2 separate regions of the Sus scrofa genome follow, and region 2 is linked to region 1. Evidence: chromatin contacts called from public promoter capture Hi-C data. All regions are on one chromosome and are shown on one strand. The core of a region is the stretch at or near the end of the contact, and the rest is flanking DNA. Distances in the headings are between cores, read along the strand shown.

Evidence for each region. Promoter capture Hi-C pulls out the DNA fragments that hold promoters and counts their contacts.
Region 2: a promoter capture Hi-C map of liver shows a contact between it and region 1, with 2.2 times the contacts expected there. The contact joins the promoter of DHX40 here to the promoter of YPEL2 in region 1. A contact is called at or near these places in 2 of 5 promoter capture datasets (fetal skeletal muscle and liver), 3 of 47 Hi-C or Micro-C datasets (embryonic fibroblasts, fetal skeletal muscle and mesenteric adipose tissue) and 1 of 2 datasets of contacts at active chromatin or transcription factors (alveolar macrophages).

What each region holds. Positions count from the first base shown.
Region 1 is chr12:35,568,563-35,574,483 of Sscrofa11.1, forward strand. YPEL2 (protein yippee-like 2) reads left to right here and starts at 4,586. Exons shown (of 5, transcript XM_003131686.6): 1 at 4,586-5,066.
Region 2 is chr12:35,779,074-35,785,146 of Sscrofa11.1, forward strand. It overlaps DHX40 (probable ATP-dependent RNA helicase DHX40), which reads left to right and starts at 2,481. Exons shown (of 18, transcript XM_005668994.3): 1 at 2,481-2,631; 2 at 3,526-3,693; 3 at 5,178-5,323. The coding sequence starts at 2,580.

The sequences.
Region 1 (5,921 bases), core at 3,336-5,835:
GATCAGCTTCTTTAAAAAATGAGGGAAAATACCTATCTCGCAGGTTGTCTGAGAATCAAAAATAACAAGATAGAATAGAAACTGCTCCATCCACAACATGTGCTCAATAAATGAGAGCAGCTGTTTGGTCAAGAGTGTGTTCAGGAGGGCTGACGCACAATCCCTACCCACTTACAGGCTGAAATGCACATAATCAGCCATTTTCATGACTCCAAGTGAGGGACTTGGACCAGGATCAGAGAAAGCATTTATTGCACATAAAGGAACAAAGCACTGTTGCCATGATGTGTCTGCAGGAAGATGGCACCGGCTCTCCTCTGTGACGTAATGTCATGGGACTTTCCTCGGTGGGGGGGGGCAGATGGGAGGAGGGGGTACAGTGAATCCTTTGAGGAACAACTCCCCCTCCCCACACAGGCAGAGGGGACTGTTTTCCCAGGTGGTAATGGGAGTGTGAGCGCCTGTAGCCTTTAGCGTTCAGGAAGTTTCCACTGTGTTGTGATTTTATGCATTTCTTATTTTTATTTTTTATTTTTTCATGTGTTTGTTTTCTGCTATGATTTTAAATTGTAGGCAACCTCTTTCATTATAGAATATCCTGAGGTTTCACATTACTCTTGTCACACGATGAAGTAAGACTGCTATCTGTTGATCAGTAGACTCGGAGAAGAGACGCCATCCATTCCTGCTTGAGTCCCTACTGGATTCAACTCAGACCCAAACCTGGAGGGAGGGCTTCCCAAGTGCCAAGTGCTGAAAATACAAAGACGATCTGATAAGGTTCCAGCCCAGAAGGGATTGGCAGAGAGAATGGATAACAGAACTCTTAATAGAGAGGGCAGAGTGTTGAGTGAAGTGATGGAGCTATGGATACAGTGCTACGGCAGGTACGGAGAAGAGAAAGATCAGGGGATTTTTTTGTTCGTTTTGTTTTTTCCATTTTAAGACCACACCCATGGCATATGGAGGTTTCCAGGCGAGGGGTCAAATTGGAGCTGCAGCTGCCAGCCTACACCACAGCCACAGCAATGCCAGATCTAAGCCATGTCTGTGAACTATCCTGCAGCTTGTAGCAACAAGGGATCCTCAACGCACTGAGCAAGGCCAGGGATTGAACCTGCATCCTCACGGACGCTATGTTGAGTTCTTAACCCACTGATCCACAAGGGGAATCCTGCAAAAGCTGAGTTTTTCTAGAGCGGTTAGGGGAAATTCCTTCAAAGTGACATTTGATCTGATCTTTGGATTGAGTCATCAAGCAAAACGCTTTGAGATGGAATGAGGAAAAAAGCAGAAGGAGTGGGAAGGGGAATAAAAGAAAGTGAAAGAAACTTCAGGGGCTGGGGTGTGAGGTGGTGGGCATATTCATTCATTTGTTCAGTTATTTATTCAACAAATGTTGGTTGAGTGCCCAACACGGTTCTTGGCCTTGAGGACACAACTGGAAGCACGACAAAGTCACGGGTGCTCTCATGCCGTTTACACCTTAGAGCTGGATGAGACAGAGAACAAATAAATACATAAACAAGGTAATTTTGGAGAGTGATATGTGTTATGAATAGATGGGAGTAGGTAAAATAACATGGACTCTGGCAGGCGTGTAAGATTAAGTATCGGGGAGGCCTCTGTGGAGGACGCATTTGAGAACAAGGGGTGAGGCGACAGCTTTCTGGAGGCAAACTGTTCTAGGTGGAGGAAACAGCAGATACAAACACTGTAACAAGACTAGACCCAGTGCATCTGAGAACAAAAAGCTGGCCAGCTTGACTGGAGCAGCGTGAGCAAAGGAGCAACGAGGAAAGACCAGAGAGGCTGGCCTGGTTAGCAGGGCTTCGTGGTCACTCCAAGAAGTTTGTTTTGAGGAAGTGCCATCTGGCTGCTGTGTAGAGAATGGACTGGAAGCAGGGAGATCAGCTGGGAGGCTGTTGCTTACCCCAGGCAAGAGATGTTGGTGGCTCCCAGCAGAGTGTTAGTAATGGAGGCAGATGTGTCAAGAGCAAATATGCATTTTTTAAGTGCAGCTGACAGGACCTGCTGATGCACTGGTTTGGGCGTGAGGGAAAGGAAGATGTAAACCACCAAATGCTCTGAGAGGTTGAATAAGATGAGCACATAAAAGTGACCTTTTCAGAGTTTCTGCGGTGGCACAGTGGACTCCAAATCCAACTGTAGCAGCTGGGGTTGCTGCAGAGGTGCAGGTTTGATCTCTGGTTGGGTGCAGTGGGTTCAAGGATCTGGCATTGCCACGGCTTCCGTTTGGGTCACAGCTATGGCTGGGATTCAATCCCTGGCCGGGGAATGTCCATAGGCCAAGGGTGTGGCCATAAACAAAACACAAAACACAATGTGACCAAAACACCATGTGCCAGCAACACAATGTGATTTATTATTTTTTTTTTTCAATGTGATCTTTTCATGGTAAAGGTGTTGTGGATGTGGCAACAGTTAGGAATGTGGGATTGGAGAGAGGGAATGAAGGAAAAGAATGGCTGCAAAGCCTTTGGGAATGAAGGAATTTCGCCATACACAGAGCAGACAAGGTTCCTGGCCACTGACAAAGCCAAGGTGATAACCTGCCTGGGAGGCTAGGAACTTCTCAAACTTTCATTGCTAGGATTAAAAAAGAGAAAAACACACCAACCAACCCTCTGGCTAAATCAAAACAAATTTATTTACCTCTCTCTAATTTTCCATTTCTTTTTTGTCCTACAGATAAAAGTATCTGTCTGTTCTCACACACTCTCCATTGGCCTCTTCATCTTCTCCTTTGAGTAAGTAGATTCTTACTCAAAGGAATATTATGGTCCAAGCCAAGCAGGAAATTCTGCACAGACCAGGCCCTGAGTAAATGCATATGAGGAGGGGCCATCAGAGCTGCTTTCAGGGAGGAAGAGAAGTTGCTTCTACTACTTTGTTTCACTTCTATCTTCTTGCCTAACAACTCACAATGCTTGGCTCTTTTGACTGGGAGGAGGCATGATGAGGCTTATTATATCTTTTTTGTTGGCTGCCTGGCTGGTTCTATTGTCTCCTGGTCTTTTGCAGCCTGTTTGACTCTTCCAGTTCCCTGCATACACACAGCAGGCCTGCAGGGGTCCTCAGATCTCCCTCTGAACCTGGGCCCCAGGCTTGTCCTCCTTTGCTAACATTATCTTTTATTTAAACAGAAACAGTAGCCACCAATCTTGTTACATAACATACCCACATCCTAGGATGCTAAACTAAAGCAACATCCACTGATGGGAAGAGGTGATCTGGCAACACCAATATTCACTAGGAGAATATAGCCTGAAATGTTGTAACAAGTTTGACTTCCTGGCCCTGCTTAGATTTTAGAGGGGGAAGGGACTTTAGAGATGATCCTATTTCAATCTTTGTTTTAAACAGTGGAAACTAAGGCCTAGAGAGATAAAGAAATATGCCCACATGGCAGATCAGGGCAGAAATCAAGCTCTGGATCACCTAAAGAATCTACCACCTCTAAAGATTAATTATTAAACCTTTCTTGGTCATGAATTTTTCTTATCTGAAAAGCATTTTTTTTTCTGTTTTAGATTTTCCAAGTTTGTTGCTTGTGAACAGTGACCTGTTCCTGCTTACAGAGAACTGCAGATTTGATGGGGTTTTTTTTGTTTGTTTGTTTTTTACTAACATTAGGACTGGATTCATATCAAACCATGCAATATGTATTAACTGAATACAATCTGAACACAAAGTATATTAACTGAATCACATCTATTTTAAAGACAGCTGGGTGGAGTTCCGGTACCTGGGTACCTGGTTTGAGGCATCTGGGGACCTACCCCAGTGCCATTCTCCCTTTATGAGCAAACCAGTGTGTAGAAGGAGATTGAAGTCAGCAGCACCTCCGGAAACATCTCACATTCTGACAGCAACTCAATAAAACATGGGGCTTCCTACTGCTTTCTGAGGGACTGCAGAACCACAGTGGGCAGCTGAAAAGGCTGGGCTGCTCTCTGCCCCTGATCCCTGACAGCATTCTTTCCGAAATTGACCTGTTTTCTTGCTGGGAGACTGTCCCACCCCACCCACCTGGTGCCTCCCTAGATTTCCTGACTGCCCTGGGCTGTTTTTTAACCTTCTCTTCCTTGAAAAGCACCACTCCACTGACCCAGAACGTGGGTGCCTCCCCTGTGGTCACTGACCATCCTATTCTCCTGGGCGAATCATTTCTCTCCAAAAGCATCGGGAAATCGCCAGCAATTGGGGGCTAGTTGCCTTATAAGTCCCCCGAATGTGTCTTTCCCACTTTTAATTAGCTACATTTAAGCAGAGCAGAGAGAAAAGGGGGAAATGCCTCGCTTTTGAGTAGGGCCTGGCTAGGGTCCTGTCGGGCTGTCACCATCTTTATTAAACTCAACTCCTGCGGGTCCCGAGAGCCTTTTCAGGTAACTTAGACTCTGAGTTAGGGATGGCTAAGGCGTGAGCCGGGAGTTACTCTCTTGGCCGCCCCAAGTAGGAGAAGCACTGTAAAGCCTCTCCTCTCCCTTCCCCGGGTTCTGAAAATCCCAGCCTTGACCTGGGGACAAACTCCAAACTCAAATAAACGGTCTCCTCCTGGGCGCCGAGAGAGCCTACCCAACCACATCACCCTTTCTCCCTGTTGCGCCGGCCAGCTGCCCTGCTTGGACAGGCTCCACTGGCTGAGCCTCAGCGGGCCAGACTGGGCACCCGCCGCACTCCCCGCACCCAAGCCCGGCCGGGCCCGAGGGGTGGGGGTGTGGGGGGTGGGAGGTAGGGGAAGCAGGGGGCGGAGTTCCGTCCTTCGCTGATTGGCTCAGGGCGGATGGGCTGCGGCCGGGCCGAGCCAACCCGCGACGTGTTGCTATGTGCTGAGCCGAGGGGATAGGCGCGGGGGTGCGTCCGTCACCGGGCAGCCCCCGGCCCCAACCCGGAGGGATGCGGAGTGGCGGCGGCGGCAGTGGCGGAGACTGTGGCTTTAAGAGCGCGCCCAGAGCCCGGGATCCGGCCGGGCGGTCCTTCGCTGCTGCGCACCCCCGCGGAGCCGAGCTCAGCGCTGGCCGGACGGGGCTGCCTGCTGCCGGGTAAGCAGATGCGAGCGCTGCGCGGGCCGGGCGTGCGTGGGCGTGGGACGCGCTGTCAGTTCGGGCGCCCGGCCCCGGGCACTGGGCTCAGGTCCCGTGGCTCCTGCGGCCCGGCTTCTCCAGAGCGCGCGGCGCCCTCTGCCCCTCGCAGCCGAGGCGGGGTCTGGCTGGGGGGGGGGTCTCCCCGGGGGGCCGCGGGCTCAGGGGGCGGGGAGCAGGCCGCCGGGGCCACGTGACCGGTTTGTTTACAAACACTGCGGAGCTCAGGCGGCGGCCCGCGGCGGGAGCCCAGGTGGCCCGGGTTCCCCGGTCGGGGCTGAGGACCTGTGTGGCGAGCCAGGCTAGTCTGGGGCGCGCGGCTAGGCGGCGAGGGTAGGGTGGAGGGAACCTGGAGACTCAGTTGCTGCTGCTTCCTTAGCGTAGTTCCCGTAGTTCAAACTCCGTGGGGGGCAGGGTAGGGACTACGGGCGTTTTCTGTCTCCGAGGACGCTAAGTCTCCGCAGGAGACACTGGATCTGGGGGCGCCGCCCTCAGTGCCCCCGCCTTCGGGGGACTGGCCGCCCTCGAAACTCCCAGGAGCGCTTGGCCAGCTCCGGGCCGAGGTAACCGCAGCCGAGTTCCTGCCTGGCCGCTTCCCGGCGCCTCCCCAGTGCCCTTGCCAAGGGGGTGGGCGCGAGTGCTCTCCTGCCCGCCGGAATGTAGGGGCCTCTCCAGCGAGTACCTCCCAGGAACTGGTGCTGAGGGGCAGCCCCAACCTCTCACTGCTTCAAGTTCATCCTCCTTGGCCACTGACCTCTCTGGGTGCCTTTATCCAAGTGGTGGTTTTTCTCTCTTTGACGGGTGGGGGGGAACCAC
Region 2 (6,073 bases), core at 1,231-3,730, 210 kb after region 1:
AGGGTGCAAGGTATACTTCTCTTACTTCTTTGCATATCATTTCTTTCAGGTTTTCCTTGTGACCCAAAGATAACATGAAATAGATTCAATGTTGCTGGGAACACTGACTTTTCTTCTCAGATCCAACTCATGTACTTTCCATTTTCATCCTATGTTTGTATCTTGTTTGCCACTGTAGTTTGTAAACTCACTAGGCAGGAAATAATTGTTGATCTTTCAATATGCAATAGCCCTGAGCATATTAATGGCAACATATTTTAAATGTCCTCGTTTTGTTTTGTTTTGTTTTGTCTTTTTACCATTTCTAGGGCCGCTCCTGCGGCATATGGAGGTTCACAGGCTAGAGGTCTAATCGGAGCTGTAGCCACCGGCCTTCACCAGAGCCACAGCAACTCGGGATCCGAGCTGCATCTGCAACCTACACCACAGCTCACAGCAATGCCGGATCCTTAACCCACTGAACGAGGCCAGGGATTGAACCCACAACCTCATGGTTCCTAGTCGGATTCGTTAGCCACTAAGCCACAACAGGAACTCCTAAATTTCCTTGATTTTTAAAATCAACATTTGAGTTTTTCACTTTTACTTTTCTTTATTCTTGGCTTGCAGGTTTTATTCTGGATACTCTCACTAGGTGGTTCTCACATGAGAACAGAGTCATTCTCTAATAGCTGATTTACAAACATTGGAAGAAAATGTATTAGCCACCAAGATTTAGAGAATTCCATCTCCCATTATAGTATAATGGTTATTTTCTTTCTTTTCCTTTTTTTTTTTTTTTTTAGGGCTGCACCTGCAGCATATGGAAGTTCCCAAGCTAGGGGTCAAATCGAATTGGAGCTGCCATTTCTGGCCTACACCACAGCCAGAGCAACTCGGGATTGAAGCCAGGTCTGCAAACTACACCACAGCTCACAGCAACACTGGATCCTTAACCCACTGAGTGAGCCAAGGGATGGAACCTACACTCTCCCAGAGACAACGTCCTTAACCTACTATACTGAGCCACAACTCGTGATTTGAATATTTTGAATTTCTAACAGAATCTGGGAGGTTGGGAGATTCTCTTAAAGGATGAGAAAAATCTGGGATGTCCTTCTCTTACCAGATTTATTCTTGTAGCTCCCAGGCTTTGGCGATATAAATTTGTTAGAAAGTTGTTCTCACTCAAAATATGACAAACTTGCATTTTCAGAGATGTTAACCCGTCCCCTCTAAAAGGAGTTGGTATTCACAAATTTTTAATGAGCACAGAAAAATCTTGGGGTCCAATGACATCATCTGAAGGTTGGTCAGATAGGAGAGTAGTAGCCTTTAGTTAATGCACAGTGACAGCTTGCATTGTTTTCTTCAGCTGTAAGTGTTGGTTCATTTTTTTTTTTTTTATCCTTTTTACAGCTGCACCTTCGGCATATGGAAGTTCCCAGGTCCAATCAGAGCTGCATCTATGCCAGCCTACACCACAGCAACAGCAACGCTAGATCCACAGCCACAAAAACACCAGGTCTGCAGCTCACCACAACGCAGTATCCTTACATAACCCAGATCTCACTGAGAGAGGCCAGGAATGGAACCCGCCTCCAGTTCGGGTTTGCTACTGCTGAGCCACAATGGGAACTCCAGTGTTGGTTAATTCTAACAGTAGGAATGGTTGAAAAGTCGGAAAACAACCTTCTTGCACAGATTTTGTTATTACGACTGACATCACTTAACAAAATTTTAAGGTTCTATGTCAGGAAGACTGCTCCCCAAATTGCCTTTCTGAAAAAGTCACCCCACCCTTGATTGTTGTATATCTTTTAAACTTTTCAGCGCTTGTGGTTTCCAAGGAACCCACAGCCATTAAAAGTGAGCTTAACTCCTCTGCAGATCAATCATTCACTCATCCACCCAGCAAATTCAAAAACCAGCCCACTTCGAATCACTTTGCCAGGCTGAACGTTCCATGATTTTCTGAAGTTGCCGCGCTTGCATCTATTTGGGGAAAAGGGAAAGAAAATAAACATGGAAATAAATTAAAATGCAGGATCCTGCGAAGGGAATGTAGAGCGTATGCGACGTAAGTTTTGGATCCTATGGAACCAGAAGTTCGGCTCTGCAACTCGTGGGATGTATGCCTTAAACGGGTCAATTCAGGATACGCAAAGTGACAATATTATGGAACACCTCTAGTAAGGTTCCAGCTCCTGGCAAACGGTCACATAACGTTAGGTGTGTGAAGGTAGGCTAGGCTTGCAGGGACCACTGAGCAAAAAGGTGTCCCGTGCCCTTTTGCGCATAAGAAGAGAAACAGGAGGGAGCGCTTCCGGACCTCGGGGCTGGCTTTACAACACCCGCGCAGCGTACACCTTCAGGCAGCGGAGGACACTCCGGGGTGGACCGTCTGCTCGCAGCCGCGTGGCGCGGGTTGGGGAACTGCTCGCCCGCCGCGCGCCAAGTCAACGAACATCTGCCCCTCCCCTTGCTCGAGTCGCACGCGCGGAAGTAAACACCTCGACGTCATCAGGGCGCGTCTTCGCCTTTCCCCTCCCATCTCCTCAGATCGGTGGACGTGCTCACCTCCGCTTGGGGCCAGGTCTATGTCCCGGTTTCCCGCCGTCGCGGGCAGGGCGCCAAGGCGGCAGGAGGAAGGTGAGCGCTCAAGAGACCTTCAGGAAGAGCGGCCTTCGGCTGTTACCATCGCGGATAGAGGTGCGGTCCGCGGGACACTACGGAGGCCAGCGGGAGTTAGGGCATGGGGGGGTTTGGGAAAGATAAAAGTCTGCCTTAGGCAGGCAGAGAAGAGTAGGGTGGAGGTTGTAGCGTTTTTGTCGCCCTCCAAGCGGGAACCGAACTTTGCGTCCAGTGAGCACTTTGGTCTAGAGGGGGGCGGTCCCAGACGCAAGTTGGGTGAAAACCCTACTGGGGTACAAAAAAGTGAACCCCAGCGCAGAGACGCGTTCTGCTCTTAAATAGGCTCATAAAGCCTTTGTTCTCTACCCATTTCCCCCCCCCCCCGCCCCTTCGTCGGGCCGCCAGCCTGCCTTTGGGTACGGTATGAAGGGAGCCAGTTTCCAGGAGCCAGTTTCCATGGTTACCCACCACTTGGCCTTCTGGGATATCAGTCACTCTGAACAGGGACCTAACTTGAACCATGAATCAGAAGCAAACACAGGTGGCTTTTAATTCAGCTGAGAGTTTTTCTTCTGTGTTCCGGTTTTGGGTGTTTTGTTTAATAAAATTGGCTTTTGTGTTTCTGTATAGGTGTGTTTGCAAATACTTTGCCTTATACTAGGCTTACTCTGGCAGATACTTTGAGTCATGCATTAGCAAATGCTCAAGTTATTAGAGCTGACTATAAAGTTGCATTGGGCTTATAAAAACCCTTACTTGCAAATTGGATGTGAGTGATTTAACTGAGAAGTCATGGTTTGAGTCTTTCTAGCCCTGAAATTCTATTGTCGTTCTCTTTTCATTTCTGAGAAATTGAGTTAGTGATGTTTTTACAGGTCTTTTAATTTATAAACTTTTTTGTTGTTATTACAGAAGAGAAAGGATGCACATCACAGGAGGGAGGAACTACTCCAACTTTTCCTATTCAAAAACAAAGAAAAAAACTTATTCAGGCTGTGAGGGACAATTCATTCCTTATTGTTACTGGAAATACAGGAAGTGGTAAAACAACACAACTTCCAAAGTATCTATATGAAGCAGGTAATTTTATTCTGGGGTAATATTGGGAGTATTTAAAAAATATCCCCCACCCTTTTTTTTTTAAAGGGCCACACTGGTGGCATATGGAGGTTCCCAGATTAGGGGTCAAATTGGAGCGATAGCTGCTGGCCTACTCCACAGCCACAGCAACTAGGGATCCAAGATTCTTAACCCACTGAGCGATGCCAAGGATCGAACCTGCAGCCACATGGATACTAGTCAGATTCGTTTCCTTTGAGCCACAATGGGAACTCCAAAAATTTCCTATTCTTTTTTTCTTTTGGTCTTTTTGTCTTTTTTGGGCTACACCTTCAGTATATGGAGGTTCCCAGGCTAGGAGTTTAATCGGAGCGGTAGATGCCAGCCTACACCACAGCCACAGAAACGCCAGATCCGAGCCTCATCTGCAACCCACACCACAACCTGGATCCTTGACCCGCTGAGGGAGGCCAGGAAGTAAACCTCATCACTCCTAGTTGGATTCGTTTCCACTGCACCATGATGGGAACTCCCAAAAATATCCTTTTCTTAAAAGCTAATAGGGAGGGAGTTCCCGTCGTGGCTCGGTGGTTAACGAATCCAACTAGGAACCATGAGGTTGCAGGTTCAATCCCTGGCCTCACTCAGTGGGTTAAGAATCCAGCATTGTCTTGAGCTGTGGTGTAAGTCGCAGATGCGGCTCGGATCCCGTCCCTCATTGCTGTGGCTCTGGGGAAGGCTGGCGGCTACAGCTCCGATTAGACCCCTAGCCTGGGAACGTCCATATGCCACAGGTGCAGCCCTAGAAAAGGCAAAAAGACAAAAAAAAAAAAAAAAAAAAAAAAGCTAATAGGGAGTTCCTATTTCTGGCCCAGTGGAAATCAACCTAACTGGGATGCATCAGGATGCAGATCCCTGGCCTCGTTCAGTGGGTTAAGGATTGGTGTTGCTGTGAGCTGTGATGTAGGCCAGCAGCTGCAGCTACGATTCAACCCCTGGCCTGGCAGCTTCCATATACCCCAGGTGTGGTCCTAAAAAGACCAAAAAAATAAAAAATAAAAAGGAATGAAATGGGAAAAACCTGATTAAAATATGTACATTTAGAATGGTTATTAATATGTTGTCTTATTTTTAATTAGTACTTAAATTTATGCAAATGTAATACAAGGTGGTATTAATCTGTAGAGTTTTGTTTTGTTTGGAAGTTCCCAGACTAAGGGTCGAATCAGAGCTGTAGCTACTGACCTATGCCACAGCCACAGCAGTGCGAGATCTGAGCTGCATCAGCAACTCGGGATTCCCAGCCCACTAATTGAGGCCAAGGATTGAACTCAAATCCTCATGGATACTAGTTGGATCCATTTCCACTGCGCCACAATAGGAACTCCCTAGAGTTTTCTTTTAGAAATACTCTTAACAGTTTGTATTGATTGACCAGAAACAAGTTAGCTGTAATGGGAAGCAATTGTTAACATTTCTGTGTTTTTTACCTCTGGTTTTGATAGGGTTTTCACAGCATGGCATGATTGGTGTGACTCAGCCACGAAAAGTAGCTGCCATATCTGTTGCTCAGAGGGTTGCTGAAGAAATGAAATGCACTTTGGGATCCAAAGTAGGATACCAAGTTCGTTTTGATGATTGCAGCTCTAAGGTACAAAAGCGTTGTTGGTTTAAGTACTATAATCCTATAGGTAGAACAGAGAAAGTTATGAAAAATTTCAGCTTCAGGAGTTCCCTTCATGGCTCAGTGGTTAACAAACCAGACTAGAATCCATGAGGATGTGGGTCTGATCCCTGGCCTCACTCAGTGGGTTAAGGGTTTGATGTTGCCGTGAGCTGTGGTGTACGTCGAAGACTTGCCTCGGATCCCTCGTTGCTGTGGCTGTGGTGTAGGCCGGCAACTGTAGCTCCAGTTAGACCCTTAGCCTGAGAACTTCCGTATGCTTCAGGTGCAGCCCTAAAAAAAAAAAAAAAAAAATGCAACTTCAAAATTCCATTTACGTTTTAAAGAAATAATGCCTCAGATTGGAATTAATGTGTGTTGCCCATTGTTAATGGTGTAGTTTCGGGATGTCTATTTTATCCCATTCTTTCCCTTCTGAATTAGTTTATATGACAGGTATGCTGATTTTTCATAGGATTCTCTTACATATTTTAGCTCTAAGGATCCTTGACATGTAACTCATATTTGTATTCTTTAAAAATGTTTTTATTGTAGAAAATGTACTGTTTTTACCATTTTTTAATCGTTTTCAGGTGTATAATTCATTGGCATTAAGAACATTCACAGTGTTGTGTAACCATTATCACTCCCTATTTTCAGACTGTTTTCACTATCCCAAACAGAAAGTCTGTATCTATTAAGTAGTAACCTCACATTACCACCCCCCCCAGTCCCTGG